Linked DNA regions of Zea mays: region 1 is linked to region 2. The links are chromatin contacts, called in public Hi-C maps. All regions are on one chromosome and are shown on one strand. Each heading gives the region's core, a stretch centred on a gene start, on an enhancer-like site or on the middle of the called end of the contact. The rest is flanking DNA. Distances are from core to core; before and after follow the strand shown. Region 1 holds the start of LOC103647803 (zinc finger protein 7). Region 2 holds the start of LOC100281873 (exodeoxyribonuclease V).

Region 1 (3,326 bases), core at 548-3,047, 590 kb after region 2:
CATTAATTCCACCATCCACGTAGCGCTCGATTGGTTTGCAGCGCCGGTACAACCATGTAGCCAATGCTTAGAATGTATGTACGCGATGATTCAAGATGTAATGTCTGGTCGACTTCCGACGCGTTCACAGTTGATTCGGCACGGCGCCCTGCCTGCAGATGTTGAGATTTGAGAAGGCTACTACGTGTTTTTTCTCTTCTTCCTTTTGCATTGGATGGCTAAATAGTGCTAGAATTAAGTTATAAGTTGATTTTACTCGTTACTGTTATTACGTTATAATAAATGGCCTGATTCTTTTGGTAGATAGACTTATTTCATTTGGCTAAAAAAGTAGAGCACTATGGTTACAATTACAACTTACATCAGCGAAGAAGAAGAAGAAGTAGAAGTGGCATCACCTGGCCGAAGCTGAAGCGAGGTTTCCAGCACTGTGGGGCGGCAAGTTAGGATGGTTATTTTTGGATGGGCAAAGCCCACCCGGTGCGAGTCGGCCTTTCAGCCCAAAAGGAGTCGTGGCCCAATGCTTTAGAGCGGGTAGGGCACTGCGGGCTTGAAGAGTGACGGCCTGCTTTACAACTCACCACCTTTAAAGCCCACGAGGCTAATGGACCCGGTCAGCAACAATCTCCAACGTGGCTGTTGGTGGCTCCAGACTCCGGTGCTGCATGCATGATCAGTTGATCACGCATTTGGTGAATGACAGTTCTACCTCCAGCGGTCTCTTATTTCAAATTGAAATTCCACTTCATAAACAGAAAATATGCAAAACACGACCATATAAACTGGAAGGTACGCATGGGGGGAGACTGTGACAAAGCACATCGGAATAGAAATCATGGAACTTGCATTGGAACAGCACACCGCACCGGGTCGCTCGCAGAGCCGGTTCGCAGCCAGAGATGACATTTCGTCCACCCAAGATGATGGACGAAAGAACACATGGAATGGAACAAAAAACCATGCTCAGCAGCTGGCGACTACAGCTGCAGATATAATTGACAATATTTATAAAAAAATGTACCACTGTGTAAGTGTAACAAGATGAGGATGAGTAACCACACAGCTGCAGATATAATTGTGCCCTGGCACGACGAGCCTCGCAAACGGCCACGCCCTCTCGTCCGGATTGGGCCGCTGCCAGGGTACGATTACGAGTTAAAAGGAGACGCCGTATCCTGCATAGAGAAAAACATAATCATTATTTGCGCTTTGAGTGCGTCACCCACCCACTTGCTTCTCAGCAGAAAGCTTCTGTTCTTTACCTCCCAGAGTGTCTGCCTGTCCAATGTTAATGGCATGTAGGCTTTGGCTAGCAACAAGTGGCAACGGCACTTGCTTGCATTGCATGCATGTCACCTGAAATCCACTCACGTGGTGGTGCAGCTTGAGAGCTAGGCTTTTAGTGTTGAATAATGCCAAGCGTCCGTGCCTGAGCCTCAAGAGACAAAAAGAGAGCATGGGTGAGAGTTGCGATAAGTTCAAAGATGACTAGCAAAGCACCGATAGCGCATAGCACCTCTCTCTCTCAGTAAAGCATGCTACGCTATGGGTCAGCCAAACAGATCACCTGGAAAGAACTTGCTTCAGTCCACCTAAAACTTGATGTTTCTTCTGAATAAAGTCCACATGCAGTATAGAAGTCGTTTTGTTTTAAAACCAAACGTGAGCACTGAGCAGTATAGCTCCCCAAACGACAGGGCAGACACAGAATAGCGAAACTCTATCCAGTCGTCGTGGCCCTGCACGAGGTTGCAGGACTGTGCCTGATAGAAATGCGTAACGCTGCTATCTAGAGCAGGTGCGAACCTGATAGGGAATCAGCTGGACGTGAAACTGAAGTTTGTTGAAGCCTGTCACTTCGCATGACAAGTATATCATCTCGAAGAATAACAAGAACCACCATGTTTGCCACTACTGCAAAACTAGCATATCCGCCTGGTCCACTTCACCGAGGGCTTGCCCTTTTTTTCTGCTGGATTATTGCTGCCCGCAGACCCTTGCGATGCGCTTCTTTTTATAGCAACAGCAAAGCAGGGTGAGGAACGATAACCCAAACTTCAGAGACCACCCCCCCCCCCTCTTCTGCTACTTCCAAAGAGAGAGCAATGGATAGAGTACCTGATGGTGTGGAAGAGCACAAGTCAGCAGCAGACCAAGCTAACGAAGCTGGTCTAGCTGATGATAGTACCGCGGTACCATGGCTGAAGCTGGGTCTTGATGCGCCGAAAAGTGAAGAAGCCAAGCCCCCTCGAGAGGTGAAACCAGTGGCCACTCCACATAGGACTTTCTCCTGTAACTACTGCATGAGAAAGTTCTTCAGTTCGCAGGCCCTCGGTGGGCACCAGAATGCGCACAAGAGGGAGAGGTGTGCAGCAAGAAAGCCATACAGGTTTCAGATGATGACGGGCCTTAATCCTCCATCTGATTCCTTTCTCCAACCTTTGAGAGTGAACTCCCACTCCACGATCCTCAAGGATCATGGTGAAAGTGCTGCTGCTGCTGTTGTAGCAAGATTCGACGGAGGCCCAATGAGCAGCTGGATGCCTTTTGCAATTGAAGAACCTGGAGGGTTAGTATGGACAGGGAGCTTCACAGCAAGTTCAGAGGAGTCCAAGAAGCAAATAGAGCAAAAAAATATTGACTTGACCCTGCGCTTGTAGATTGTAATAAGCAGATAGGTCATTACATACAAGCATTTTCTGAGAAGTGTAATCTTTTCATAATTTCTGTTGGGTGAACAAGTATAAAATGCATGGTGAGGATGAAAAGTTTGAATCCGCCCTCACACTTGTGCATCAACTGAACTTTATTTTCTCTGCTGTCACTTGCAGCAGGCTATATGAATTTGGTTGTACTGGATCAAGTTAGTGTAAATTCAACCAATCTACAACTGCAAACCTACAACTGGCTAAAATTTAGGCCCTGTTTGGCACAGCTCAACTTCACTAGCAAAGTTGTTTTTGTGTGTGTGGGGTGGTGGTGGTGGGGGGGGGGGGGGGGGGGGGCTCACCTTCATGAGCAACTTTCTCGATGAAGATAAAACTGTTTTAGTGAACCGTTTGGCAAAACCTTAGTAACCAAGTTCCCGGATCTCGATGGGATCGACGGACAGGAACATGGGACGCAGTATGCTACTAAAATAAGGTTTTAGCATTATGGGAATGAGATTGTTCCCATATTTCCAGGATGGACGAACGTTCCCGGAACGAGGAACGTGGCCACATTCCCGGCTTCTAAGGGCAAAACAACTTTTTATATAGATTTTCTTAAAACATGTTCTCACAAACCCCACAAGTGGAGGTGAATCTGCGAAAAGCTATTTTTAG
Region 2 (3,467 bases), core at 710-3,209:
AAACATTTCAAAAGACCATATATTAAATATGACCATACTTGCCCTCAGTTGCGATATGAACAGGGAAATCAATCCACTGCATCTCCCATGTCAGGACTCCTGTAGTAATTCATGATCGCTGTCAGAGTTGTTTGTCTAGTCCAGCCCTACGTCCATGTAAGTATGGTTAATAATGAGATATAAATTTTACACTATAAAATGTAAGGATCAGATCGTGTTAGGATTGAATTCTATTTCTATTCAATAGAAATAAAGAAACACTTGGATCATGATATATTTGGATCATAATTTAGAACCCTAGCAATTTATAGAGAAACATTTAAATCATGATACATTACCACCCCTGTGTGTACGCGAGTGCTGCGCCGCCATGGCGAGACAAGACCCAGAGACATCTGTTTGTCATTTAACATAACCTGCGAGGTTTCGAAGTCAAACAGAGTACAGTTGGTCAGTCAGTAAAAAAGGGGGGGGGGGGGGAGAGAAATAGCTGCAACCATGGGAATCAGGCGATGATTAATCAAAGAGCTATCTCCTTTGAGAAGTCATTACGCACCGCTTCACTCCATTTCCATTGAGTCAGTCGGAGTCAAGGCTCGAGAGGAAGGATGCCGCGCTGTTTAGTGCTAAGTGACGCAGCCACCTCGCAGAGGCAGAAGCGCACAAGGTCAAATACACAAATCAATTTTAAAGAGGCAGGAGCCCGGTGTGAGTACGTGCGGCAGCAACAGCCGCGTTGGTTGGCGTTGCGTTGGTGTTGTTTCCCTTCTTCTCGTCATTGGTCAAGCGCGGTGTACTTTCTTCACCTCGCTGTAGAGTGACGCGAGCAAAAGGCTCACTCGCTTAGTCGCTTTTTGCTCTCGCTCTCCATGGCTCCTCCACCCATCCATGGTTGGTGCCTTGGTGGTCGCCGTGGCCCGTGGTCGTTTCAGACGTTCTCCCCGTGCAGGAGGCTGGATCCCTTTTGGGTAGAGGCGAGCGGAACTGTTCTCGAGCAAAAAAGACCCCAATGGTTGCGTGAACTTTTGGCCCTGTGTTCTCGGTCATTGGTTAGTAATTTGGAATCGGAACACCGAACACGCGTAGGATCTTGGGCTAAGTGGGATTTTCAGACGACCGCGAGTCCGCGAATGCTTCTGCTGCCAGTTGGTAGTTTCGTATTCTATGGCCTACTGGTCTACTGGGCACGTACAGTAGAGAGCAAGTACAGTAATATATCAGAATCGCATTTCCCTCGTGGCACTTTGTGCCCCCACAAGCCTGACACTTTACGGCAATTTGTACAGCACAAAAAAGATATTAGTTCCCCTTAGTAAAGAAAAAAAAACAGTTTTAACTCCAACTCCAAGCAGCGATTTGGTGCTACAGGAGGAGTAGCCAACTACACAATGTTGAGTCAGTTAGCTAACACTGTAGTCTCCCTGCATCTCAGGTAATCTATCGGCTTGGAATGCCAATGCTTTGCCAAATCCAGACCAGAGCTTCAACAACGCTCCATGCTGGCTTGTAAAGGATAGGTTGGATTCCTCAGGCGAGTCACTCACTGCTATGCGGGCCCGTAAGGGTAAGGCCGTAACGCCATGTAAGCCAGTAGCCAGCTGCCAGCCCACCACCCGAGACAGCCCAGCGTGGTGCACGCCAACGTGGACCTGTCCCGACCCGCAAGCGCCCTGCCGCCCTCACGTGCACCCCTCGCCCGTACGCACGCGCGCGGACGGGGTCCATCTCACGTGTCACGTCGGGCGGTCTGGTCCCCTGCCGAGGCACGATCCAACGGCGGGCGCGGGGCGCCCCACGCTGTGTCTCACAATTGGACTCGTCACGAGGCGGACAAGCACCGGTCGATATGGATCTGACGGCAGCAGTTGCCGGTAGAGGATGAAGCCGACAAAAAAGTTAAAGGGTGGATTAGTTAACGCGAGAGGGTTAACCCCGCCCGACCCATCCCTATTTCATTCGCTGGTCGCGTCGCCACCGCTCGCTCGCCCGCCTCCCCATCCAATTCCAAACGCAAAGAACCGAATTCCATTCCCCACTCGGGCTCCTCTGCCGTCCTCCTCCTCGCCTCGCCTTCCGGCATTTGCTCCAGCTCTTAGACCAGCCGCGCAATACGAGGCTGCCGAAGGGGATGGAGTCGGACGCGTCCACCTCGCCGCGGCGGCGCAGCACGAGCTGCTACAGCGACAGCGGGGACTCCTCCTGCTCCGAGCCCTTCAGCGAGTGCGGCAGCGACGACCTCTCCTTCACGCCCGCCGCGGGCATCCACCGCCTACTGCTCTCCTGCGCGTCCGAGGCGTCGGAGGACGCCATCTCCTCGCTCGTGGCGGAGCTGGAGCGCCCGTCGCCGTCGCTGGACTCGCTCCGCCGCGCGGCGATGGAGCTCCGGCTGCTGGCCAAGCACAACCCGGACAACCGGGTCCGCATCGCGGCGGCGGGCGGCGTCCGGCCGCTCGTCAGGCTGCTGGCGCACGCGGACCCGCTGCTGCAGGAGCACGGCGTCACGGCGCTGCTCAACCTCTCCCTCTGCGACGAGAACAAGGCGGCCATCATCGAGGCGGGGGCGATACGGCCGCTGGTGCGCGCGCTCAAGTCCGCCGCGTCGCCCGCCGCGCGGGAGAACGCGGCGTGCGCGCTGCTCCGGCTGTCCCAGCTCGACGGCGCCTCCGCGGCGGCCATCGGCCGCGCGGGCGCCCTCCCGCTGCTGGTCTCCCTCCTCGAGACCGGCGGCGCGCGGGGGAAGAAGGACGCCGCCACGGCGCTGTACGCGCTCTGCAGCGGCGCGCGCGAGAACCGGCAGCGCGCCGTGGAGGCCGGGGCCGTGCGGCCCCTGCTGGACCTCATGGCCGACCCGGAGTCCGGCATGGTGGACAAGGCCGCGTACGTCCTCCACTCCCTCCTGGGCTCCGGGGACGGCCGAGCCGCCGCCGTGGAGGAAGGCGGCATCCCCGTCCTGGTCGAGATGGTGGAGGTCGGCACCTCGCGGCAGAAGGAGATCGCCACGCTCTGCCTCCTGCAGATCTGCGAGGACAACGCCGTCTACCGCACCATGGTCGCTCGCGAGGGCGCCATCCCGCCCCTCGTCGCCCTCTCCCAGTCCTCCTCCGCCCGCACCAAGCTCAAAACCAAGGTACACACACACACACGCCACGTCTCGCATTATTCCCCGCATTCAACAGAAATATCCAATCAATTCGCCCGTCTCAGCTTAACTCGCAAACTAATGCGCTTCCGTTTTTTCCCCCGATTGCGCAGGCGGAGTCGCTGGTCGAGATGCTGCGGCAGCCGCGGAGCCCGAGCCTCCGCGCGCGACCAGCGGCGGTGGTTGCGGCGGAGTGACGGCCTCCTTCCCAATCATCCCCCCCACTTGTCTTCTTCGGCGAGACGAGCCGGCGCCGGTCGTCCGGCCGGCCGGCGTGCGCGTGTAAATACCAAGCACAGCGTGTTTGCGTCCGCCAGCGAGTGTACAG

The links. A called contact is a pair of places that touch in the nucleus more often than the background predicts.
Region 1: a contact with region 2 is called in a Hi-C map of endosperm, with 2.3 times the contacts expected there. The contact joins the promoter of LOC103647803 here to the promoter of LOC100281873 in region 2. A contact is called at or near these places in 2 of 25 Hi-C or Micro-C datasets (endosperm and tassel).

The regions. Positions count from the first base shown.
Region 1 is chr2:215,943,653-215,946,978 of Zm-B73-REFERENCE-NAM-5.0, forward strand. LOC103647803 (zinc finger protein 7) reads left to right here and starts at 1,798. Exons shown (of 1, transcript XM_008672311.4): 1 at 1,798-2,859. The coding sequence starts at 2,106. The coding sequence ends at 2,660.
Region 2 is chr2:215,350,630-215,354,096 of Zm-B73-REFERENCE-NAM-5.0, forward strand. It overlaps LOC100281873 (exodeoxyribonuclease V), which reads left to right and starts at 1,960. Exons shown (of 2, transcript NM_001154793.2): 1 at 1,960-3,127; 2 at 3,253-3,467. The coding sequence starts at 2,129. The coding sequence ends at 3,336.